Linked DNA regions of Mus musculus: regions 2 and 3 are each linked to region 1. A link is a contact called in public HiChIP or PLAC-seq data. All regions are on one chromosome and are shown on one strand. The core of a region is the stretch at or near the end of the contact, and the rest is flanking DNA. Distances in the headings are between cores, read along the strand shown. Region 1 has its middle 18 kb from the start of Gm46743. Region 2 overlaps Pkp4 (plakophilin 4). Region 3 overlaps Pkp4 (plakophilin 4).

Region 1 (3,205 bases), core at 261-2,760:
GATTAGGAGCTACTGTGTTTCAGCTCTGCCTGCAGGATGTAATGTTGCTATATGGTTCATGCGCATTTGCCTGTCTAGAACCTCCCATTCTCCAGCACTCCGGACCTGTATACTACCGTGTGTCCACAGCAACTACAGTGCCTGGAAAACACTCATATTGCCTGCTCAAAAGCCATCCCTTATTTAGTTAACCTAACTGAGCCCCGGTTTCTCTCTGGTATCAAGAACTCCAAAAGATTACAGGGCAGATGTCTTACAGTGAATCATCAATTGTATCAAATCCCTAGAATATATAGCACCTACTCTATGCCTCCCGCTCCTCTGAGGTCAGAGCCGTGCCTGAGGCTTTCCAGGAAACTTCTTACCCCAGGGATATTTACTTTCCAAGGCACTGATATTGGCCATGTTGAAGATCTACTGCCGCGACTCTAGGACATAAAAAGTCTAGAGTTGCTGGAAACTTGGGAGTACGCACGTGGCCCAAGTGGCCATAGTACCAGGGGTGTAGGAATAAACGTCAACCTGATGAGGATGAGAGAGCCAAGGTATGGAGAGCGCTTAAGTCCCTGGTGACCTCACCAAGACCGCACCACTCATTCCTAGCACCGCCCCCCCCCCCCCCCGACTCCTGGAGAGAGGTGACATTCACGATCCTACCTGTGTCATGGTGGTGTTGTTACCTCATAGTGATAATATCTCTCTCAGAGTCAATATCCTTTTCAATATTGTTTGGTTACATCATGTTTTCTGTCTCTTGAAGGTACACATATCTAACCAATATTGAAGTTACACATATCTAACCAATACAGGCATTAGGAAATATGTCTTTTGAATGAGCAAATGAAGAAAGGGAAACGGCCCCCTTTAATGTGTGTCATCGTGTGAAATCTTTCCAATAGCCTCGGACCTGGAAGCTGCACCATTAGAGCCGAGAAAACTGGACCCCAGAGAAGACCCTGCCTCCTATCCAAGGCCGCAGGATTAGGAAGGCCAGAGCTGAGTCACATTTAACTGCCGCGCTATCTATCAATTTACTATCTTTAGCATCTCAGTTCAGACTTTTTATCCATAGCAGAAGGTTCTCCTTTGAAGTTTCTTTTTCTACTTCCTACTGACTTCATTTTTTCTTTCTTTCCAGTGTTGGGGATGGAACTGAGAGCCTCCCAGAGTGTAGGCAACACCCCCCTGCTGAGATGTACCCTTGACCTCCCGTTGACCTTTCGACCTGCTACCTTAAAAGTCAGCCTCCTAATTTTGACCTTGGGCTGATGGGCCTATATCCATTTGTTTCTAGTCTACTTAATTCTTCAGCGTCATAGCTACCCGTGTCTTCTGACTAGGAAATAGCACCCACGCTTCCCCATGTCTGAGATCAGAGTCCCCACAGTGCTCCAAGGAACTTCAACGAAGATATATTCCCATGCCACTCCATCTCTCTACCTCCCTCATGGCTCATCAACTTTGCCTTGGCACACATCCAGGTTGACCACGTGAGCGTACTATGTTGGCAGGAAGCCTGGGTATAGTGGGAGAGGCCTCAGGAAGCATTGCCATCTTACTGTGAGACCCGAGTAGATACACGCAGGGTACACGTATATGCTTTTTAGCAAACCTAGAAAGAACACCACTCTGGCACAGCTTTCTTCCCCTGGGTAGGAACACAGAGAAACCACGGTTTTCTCTCTACTGGCCAGAATGTCTGCTGCTCACAGCCAGGACTTCATAGATGAACGCTGTAGAAAACGTCTTAGCTGCACCCAAAGAACTTCAAGTGTTTTGCTCTCGCTTCTGAAGGAAAACAAACAAATAAACAAAAAAAAAAAAAAAAAAAAAAAAACCGGCCCTGGTAGTCAGCAAAGCTCCAGAAAACTGGCTGTGGAAGGTATCTTGTAAACTGGAAATCATCTGCCCTCTAGTGGTCATCTGCAGGAAGTTCCAACCCGAAAACAGCCAGGACGGAGAAGGCAGAAAGAGTGTGTGACAAAAAGAGAACCCGTAATAAGTCGTCATGGTGGGAAGCCACCATTCGTTAAAAACCAAATATAGGTCACGAGAGTAAAAATAGACATCCGAGCTTTTCACAAACCCTAGCAGGTTAGATCAAAGTCGCCCTGAACTTAGCACTTGGGTGGCATTCCAAACCCAGAGAGTACTGAGCAGGAGAAAACCTACGCCCTGGGACTCCTCCCAGGAAGGGAAGGCTGTTGTGGGTGGGGAAAGATTTGATATGAAACTACATCAGAGGAAGTGTTTGTTTTTATTGCTTCCTGAGAACTGGGAAAGGATGAAAGAAAGTACAAGAAAGGCAGATAGAGGAGGGCTGCAGGTTCTCCAAACGTGAGCTGCCCGCCCTGATTAGTCTGCAGTGCCCAGGACTGTTGGGTGGGGTTGCTTGGTGAGACTATTCAGGACGGTGGAAGAAGCTGTTTCCCCATTGATGCAGGACTGAAAATAGTCTAAAGCACACGAGGAGAGACGCCTGGCCTGAAAAATACTTCCTGGAGCAGCCTAGGGGTCAAGGAGGGGCCTAGGAACCCATAGAAGTGATGGGCAGCGCCCCTGGCCATTAACTGAGTCAGACCTATTTAAAACAAACTTATGCCAAAGTTATAGACACCCTCAAGGTGGAAATCAATTCGTGGGGCCTGTGGGTGCAGCTTAGGGAGAAGGGTTGCTTGTACAGGAAATAAAAGACCTGAGAGGAGCGCATGTTTAGACCATGGTGTTTAGAAACAACAACCAGACTTTGTAGTAACCCCTGCCCGAATGCCAGCTCACATAATAACAAAACATAAGAAACCTTGGTGATGGCCCATGCCAACTCGGACGTGAGGAACTTAGGGTCCAAGGACAGATCTGTGATCTTAAAAGAATGTAATGAGCTGTTGGCATTCCTGGGGTGCAGACTCGATAAGAAACTAGATCAGAAAAAGGGTTTGTTTGTATTTCTTCTGCCCACAGAGGCAAAGGAGGAAAAGAAAAGCCAGAGCCCAGATGAACAACTGGAAGCTGGTATGTTCCTGGTCAATGAGGTGAGCAGCTGACCTGGGCTTCACGCCCTGGTCCCTCATCACAGACTACATCCTTCTCTTCTCTTCTCTCTCTCTCTCTCTCTCTCTCTCTCTCTCTCTCTCTCTCTCTCTCTCTTATGGTGAAATAGCCTGAGTTGACAGAAGCTGCTGTCAAATGCTCCTCTCTGACCTAA
Region 2 (2,935 bases), core at 287-2,786, 220 kb before region 1:
TGAAGAAATATGTCCAAATGTAGTACCCTCAATGGGCCTTGCATCAGGTGAAAACCAGAGGCCCAAATGACAGAGTCCATTTTGAAATTCCACAGCATGCTGTTGACTGAAAAGGAGTCTGGTATGGCAGTGGCTGTTCATTGTGCCTTCCCCTGCAACCTTGATATGCCCCATGCCCTCTTCAGAGGTACAGGGAAACAGTAAGCAACAGGCTATATGCAGGGTATACCAATTGATTGGCAGAGTACACTGTATTTTTATAACAGATAGACTACTGTCTCTTGGTTTTAGAAATGTTCTTCAAAATAAAAATGGTATTTCCAGTCATGGGTAGGATTAACAAATAAATTTCATAGTTCTATATAGGATACAAGATTACTTATTTTCTATAGAATCATGTGTGTGTGTGCACATGTGCATGAGTGTGTGCGTGTCTGCGTGTGATTGTGATTTGAACTTGCCTCAGGGGCTCTGACTTTCATTCTTAGGCCTACTCATAAGCCACACTCTTTAAATTTTTTTGATGATGATTAAGAAAGTTGAGATCCAGATTTAAGATTGAGGTGAACCCAAATGGCACAGAGTGGGAGTCAAAAGGTGGATGCTCACATTGCTAACACACCGAAGCGCGCGCTGTGTGTACCTCTTGCTCTGGTGCGCTCCTAAATTAGATACCCTGTGTATTGCTTCTGTTGTTTTCAATGAGTGGGAATCACCCTGTTCCTCATTTGTAGAGCTCTTAAAAAAGATGCCATCATTCACGATAACATCTTACTGGATTTTTATGGAAATTACAAGTAGACCTTCATTATGCCTCTATTTATTTAAGTGGTAGTTAAATATCAAAGAGTGAGGTGAGATCCAGGGATCCTTAAAATTTGAAGATAAAAGAATTTGGAGCCCAACCATGTCCTATTGATATTACTTCATTTGAACATGGCTGTCTTAGCTTTAGTAATTACATGCCCTTCCTGTATGGCAGAGTGCCCAGAGCTCAACAAACTCCTGCACAATTATTTACTTTATTCCTCTAAAACAGAAACAACGCCCTGCTCTGCCCCTGCCTCTGCAGCCACCTTTTGTGCAGCCTGAGTTTATTTGCACTGACTAGTCCTCCCTGACATACTTCAGCCACATGCAGCAAACACCTTCATTCCAGCTGTAGGCAAGCATAGTTCACGGGAGTTAGGGAAAGGCACTGTACTGTCACTGCAGCACCCGGCCTTTTATTGTCCCTGTGACTGTTAGTAACCAACTTCTCTCTTCTAGTGGGAGCCAAATGGTCCTGGCAGTTGTGATGATCGTTTAACTTACATCTTCCCGTGCCTGAGCTGCATCGTGAAGCACAAGGAAGGCTGTGTGTGTGTGTGTGTGTGTGTGTGTGTGTGTGTGTGTGTGTGGTGAGAGAAACTAAATTTCATAGTTTTTCCCCCTTAATATTATAGAAATAAGTTTAGAACTGAGGTTAAATGATAGAGCTCCCATGATGTCATAGGGCTTATAGCCAAGAATTCTGAGCAGTCGATCGCACTGGACTCTGTAGAGATAAGTCTGAAGTTGTATGTCAACACTAGAAGTCTGGCCTTTTGTGTGTTCTGTGGATGCAGATGAGGATGTTCATGCAGGAGCTGTACATCCATTTTCTGGTGACCTGTGGAGTGATAAGCTGGACACTGCGACATTCTCAGTTCTACCTTCTCTGAGTTATACTTCAGAATTACTGAATGTGTGTTCTGTCTGAGTTGAAGACAGCTTTTGAGTCTGTTGACACTAGGGTTTGTGTACAGTGTCCTTTAACTATAGAGAGATGTGTTTATACAAACTCCATCTGCTGACCACACATAGCAGGATCACATACACAACTAGAGTACATAATAGGTGTTGTAGCAGGCTTACATGTATGTAACCAGAAAAAAGCATATATACTTGTAACTAAACTTTGTTTTTAATTTATTAAAAATATTTATCACAGGCCTACTGGGAGTAAGGCTCTTTGTCAGAAGAATGTGCAACCACGAACAGTATTGTAGATTTTATTGGAGGAGTAATCGGCCCATGAACTAATTGGACCACAGATCTGCCCCTCCCTATGTATACTCTTGTGTTTAAACGTGCTAATGCTCACATTTATAGCATGTCAGTTATTTGTATATTTACCAATTTAGGTATTTTAACTTTAATTTTTTATTAACAGTACTTTACATTTGAAAGTAATAGAATACTTTTTCTTTGTTAACATTTACAGCCAAACCTGACTTTTTATGCTTAAAATTTTAATTTCCTTTTCAGTTGGATAACCCAGTTCACAGTTTCTTTTCAGAGTTAAATTATTAATGCACGGGATAATTTCCCCTCTATGGGCATACTTTAAATTTGTATGGGCTATTAAATTTGAAATGGTATCTGCTGCCCCTTGATGAGATGGATGGCCAAACATACTTTTGAGGTAGGGTCCCAAAGCTGCTCAGAGCTTTGGCATGCACAGCATGAGAGTTCTGAAGGTCCCTGCCTGCATGCTTGCGTGCTTACTTTCTAGATTGCCATTCCTGTTACTTTGCAGAAATTAGTCCATATGGCCTTACTTCATTTGTGTATGGTTCATGAATATATTGTTTTCCAGAGTGATTAGAGCTGCTTGTACCTTAGCAAAGTAATTTAGTTGTAATTATTTTGTTTCAGGCATTCCTAAGAAAAACCATTTAAAACAAAGGCTTTTCAAACAATTTAAGAGATAAATCTGTGTCTTAACTTGTAGAATGTCTGAATTTATGAATCAAACCTTCAGGGATTAGGGGTTGCATAAAGCAGAAACAGATTGTAAACAAATTAGATGACTCATCAAAACTTGAAGACATTCGTATTACACAGTTATTTCTTATATAATCATACTTTAATAACGATACTTCGGATATACATATAGTTTTTATAAGTAGGA
Region 3 (3,016 bases), core at 435-2,934, 250 kb before region 1:
TTATGGATCACCTTGGTTGCTGATGAAGTCCAACATCTCTTCACCTGCTAGTTATCTATTTTTGGGTGTCCTCTTCTGGACATATTTTGCTCATGGCTTTTTCTCACTTTTCTGGTAGGTTTTATAGGTCTCGTGTTGACTTTAGAGCTGGCTGCATGTTCTGAGAATTTGTCCTGGAAAGCTTACCCATTGAGCGCACTTTCAAAATCATCTTTTCTTTCCTTTTTTTCCCCTCTCTCACTCTGATGGGGCTTATAGGTTTTAATTCATTTTCGCCTCTTCCTCAGGTCTCTGAGGTTCTTTCCAGCATTTTCTTTCTTTGGATTTTGCATCACTGGAGATGGCATCCCCCAGCCTTGTGCATGCCAAGACACTGCCCCTCATCCTCTCATGCTCAGAATTCTCGTCGCTGAACTTTGTAGTTTTCCCTCTTAATGGTTCAGTTCTCTGCCACTTAAGAGTCACGGCACTGCCTGCCTGGCCTCAGTTGTCCAGAACAGGCCAGCATGCTCACAGGGCCCAGCAAGTGTGCCGGTTTATTTCTTGCACCCGTCTCCTCACGAACCAGTCCAATCCCAATTCACTTTTATATTTCTTGTATACTGAATTGTTATTTCCCCAAAAAACTGCCTCGAACAGAAAACAACACCATTGTGACTTAATTCTAAAAATATTTTTAAAGTATATTCCTTTCAGGGGTGGAGAGGAGGAACTTCTGCTGGAATTCTACAGGCAGCCTCTGGCCGTTGTCTCAGAAGCCCAACAAAACAGACCTGCTCAAAGGACTAAATGAAGAATTCTGAATTACAAAGCTTTCACACTTTCTTCCAAACTATGCGTATGTCAAATTAGTCTTAAAAAAAAAAAAAAAAGGCAAACAAGTAGAAAATCATCATTATCCCTAGTTACTTTTTCTCTGTTGGATTCTCCTCAGCATCTACTGTCTCCACAGATTGTAACATTAGTAGTGTTCCTTCAGAGAATTGTCCTGGCCCCTTGGTCTCTCCTCTGCTAAAGATCCTCCAGCTTCCCCCCTTCAGCCCCCTATCTAGGCTCAGCCCTGCACCTCCTACCTACCTCCAGCCACGGCCCTCAGGCCACGCCCTCCCTGGTGAGAGTCTTCCCTTTGTCCCTTGCCCATTAGGGCATAGGTCTCTCTTTCCAGCTCACCTTAAGCAGCTGTGTCTCTAGCTCACTCCTTTTCTTCTGCTTACTTCCATAGGGGGCCGTTTTCGTTTCCCTGCTTATAAAAATGTTATATGTGGTTATGGCAGAAAATGAGAAATAGTGAGAAAGATGGACTCCCTGCAATTTCACTACATAAAAATAGCATCTTGGTTTCATTTCTTCATGAAAATAGGATCGGCTGCGTAGATGTAGCCTTTATCCATAGCTTTTATTCCTATCTATGATAATACAGTTTCAGAACTGCTCATGTTAAATATTGGCTATTACCTCAGTTATTAAACTTAAATTTCAGTGAATAGGTGTGTAATTAAAGCAATGCTGAAAGGCATGTGGTACTAAATTTTAATAGTTCTTTTAACTCCTTGCTTCCTATTTTTGATCAGTTACTGTAGAGTTGAATTTTCCAAAACTCATCTCCCTATTTCCTAATCACATGGTTATATCACTTGTCGAAGCATCAATTCTAAATGATTTGTTCCCCTTTTGATACAATGGTGGAAATTTCTGCCTTACATCCCTTTCCTTTCAGTTCCCTAATACTGATATATCATAGTGCTTTACATAAGCATTGTTCTTTGTCTAAAATGTTTTGATTAAGGCTAGATAACAATAAGCCAGAGAACCTTTTGTATTTTTTAATTTTTCTTGTCCAATTGATTGGTTTTTAGGGCAAGTGCTTTTTCTCCCAATGGAAATACTTTTCTCATTTTCACATTTTCTTCGTCTTGTTTTATTCTGTGACCCTGTCTTCCTGGACTCTCCTTCAACCACTTTGTGTTGGTTACCAATTTCCACAGATCAACCTAGCAGCTACTCAGTGAGGTCTGCTTTCTTTCGCCATGTGTCTATTAGGCTGAACTTCTCCTTTCCTGTTGTCGCCTGTCACAGAAGCTGTCTCCTGGCCCACTGCGCAATGCCATCGTTCTTAAGTAACCCTCAGTAGGCAACTGGTGATCTCTAGCATTCTCTTACCTTTTGGAATACGGTGATGTTAGTAAATTTGGGGCTGAGAAGGTCTCAGGTGATCTAGTATCTCCAGGTGCGTACCCAGTGCTTGATGGTTGATGTGGTTCGGTGAACCTTGGCCAGCCTTTTAATTATCATTTGTCAAACTACCCTTGTCTGATGTCTCAGGATTGCGCTGTCACAGCAGTAAAAACCCTAACTAAGACAATCTGTCATTCTCCAGTTTCGTTATTAACTTTATTGCTATATTTTTGTCCTTTGAAAGAAGAAAGGAATAGTATCCAGGGTATAGAACTAACTTAAACAAACTAACATTTTCAGACTTACCAGGACGTAGTCAGACTCCTGCTATTATATAAACTGGTTCACTTTCTTTTTAAAAGTTCAGAATTTTACATGATTCACAATTTATGATGAAGAGGGAAAAGCTGTTTGCACTTAGTGTGTGTCTCATTAGGCTTCAGTGGAGATGTTCATCCGGCACAACCACTTGAGATTTGCTTGTCTTCAACATGTCCTCTTCATTATGTGCATTCTGAAAGCCAGTTCATCTTGGGTGACTGTAAAGTCATGGTGGTGGCATTAGGTTCTGAATAAAACTAGAAAGCCTAACTAATAAATGTGACCTTTGTGTAGTCTTACCTGATGTCTAGTTGACGTGTTAACTATGTCAAAATTGTTCCATAAACTATAGTTATTTGTAATAGTACGGATATGTAATTTAAATGTCTCAATCACTTAAAAATAGGTGAGCAAATTATAGGCTCTGTGTGTCTGAAGTAATGATTAATAACATTGAGGATGATTTATTTTGGAGCAAATGTATGAACTAGGCAGTCACAGATACTAAAACACTTTCATA

What was found. HiChIP or PLAC-seq counts read pairs in DNA pulled down with a chosen protein or histone mark.
Region 2: a FOXA1 HiChIP or PLAC-seq map of pancreatic cancer cells shows a contact between it and region 1. The contact joins two enhancer-like sites. A contact is called at or near these places in 2 of 484 Hi-C or Micro-C datasets (bone marrow-derived macrophages and nephron progenitors), 5 of 115 datasets of contacts at active chromatin or transcription factors (embryonic stem cells, forebrain and pancreatic cancer cells) and 2 of 9 other capture datasets (adipose tissue and embryonic stem cells).
Region 3: an H3K4me3 HiChIP or PLAC-seq map of bone marrow-derived macrophages shows a contact between it and region 1, with 4 times the contacts expected there. The contact joins two enhancer-like sites. A contact is called at or near these places in 8 of 484 Hi-C or Micro-C datasets (the AtT-20 cell line, CD8 T cells, bone marrow-derived macrophages and 4 more), 2 of 115 datasets of contacts at active chromatin or transcription factors (bone marrow-derived macrophages and pancreatic cancer cells) and 1 of 9 other capture datasets (embryonic stem cells).

The regions. Positions count from the first base shown.
Region 1 is chr2:59,436,666-59,439,870 of GRCm38.p6, forward strand. No RefSeq gene overlaps it. Among named protein-coding and RNA genes, the nearest start is that of Gm46743, 18 kb to the left of the region's middle. Within about 2 kb of position 1,511, at least 148 of the 459 cell types and tissues checked have an H3K27ac peak or open chromatin away from gene starts, as enhancers often do. A contact at or near this core is called in bone marrow-derived macrophages and pancreatic cancer cells, where this site is marked.
Region 2 is chr2:59,219,060-59,221,994 of GRCm38.p6, forward strand. All of the region lies in intron 2 of Pkp4 (plakophilin 4), which reads left to right. Among named protein-coding and RNA genes, the nearest start is that of Pkp4, 60 kb to the left of the region's middle. Within about 2 kb of position 1,537, at least 47 of the 459 cell types and tissues checked have an H3K27ac peak or open chromatin away from gene starts, as enhancers often do. A contact at or near this core is called in pancreatic cancer cells, where this site is marked.
Region 3 is chr2:59,182,632-59,185,647 of GRCm38.p6, forward strand. All of the region lies in intron 1 of Pkp4 (plakophilin 4), which reads left to right. Among named protein-coding and RNA genes, the nearest start is that of Pkp4, 23 kb to the left of the region's middle. Within about 2 kb of position 1,685, at least 22 of the 459 cell types and tissues checked have an H3K27ac peak or open chromatin away from gene starts, as enhancers often do. A contact at or near this core is called in bone marrow-derived macrophages, where this site is marked.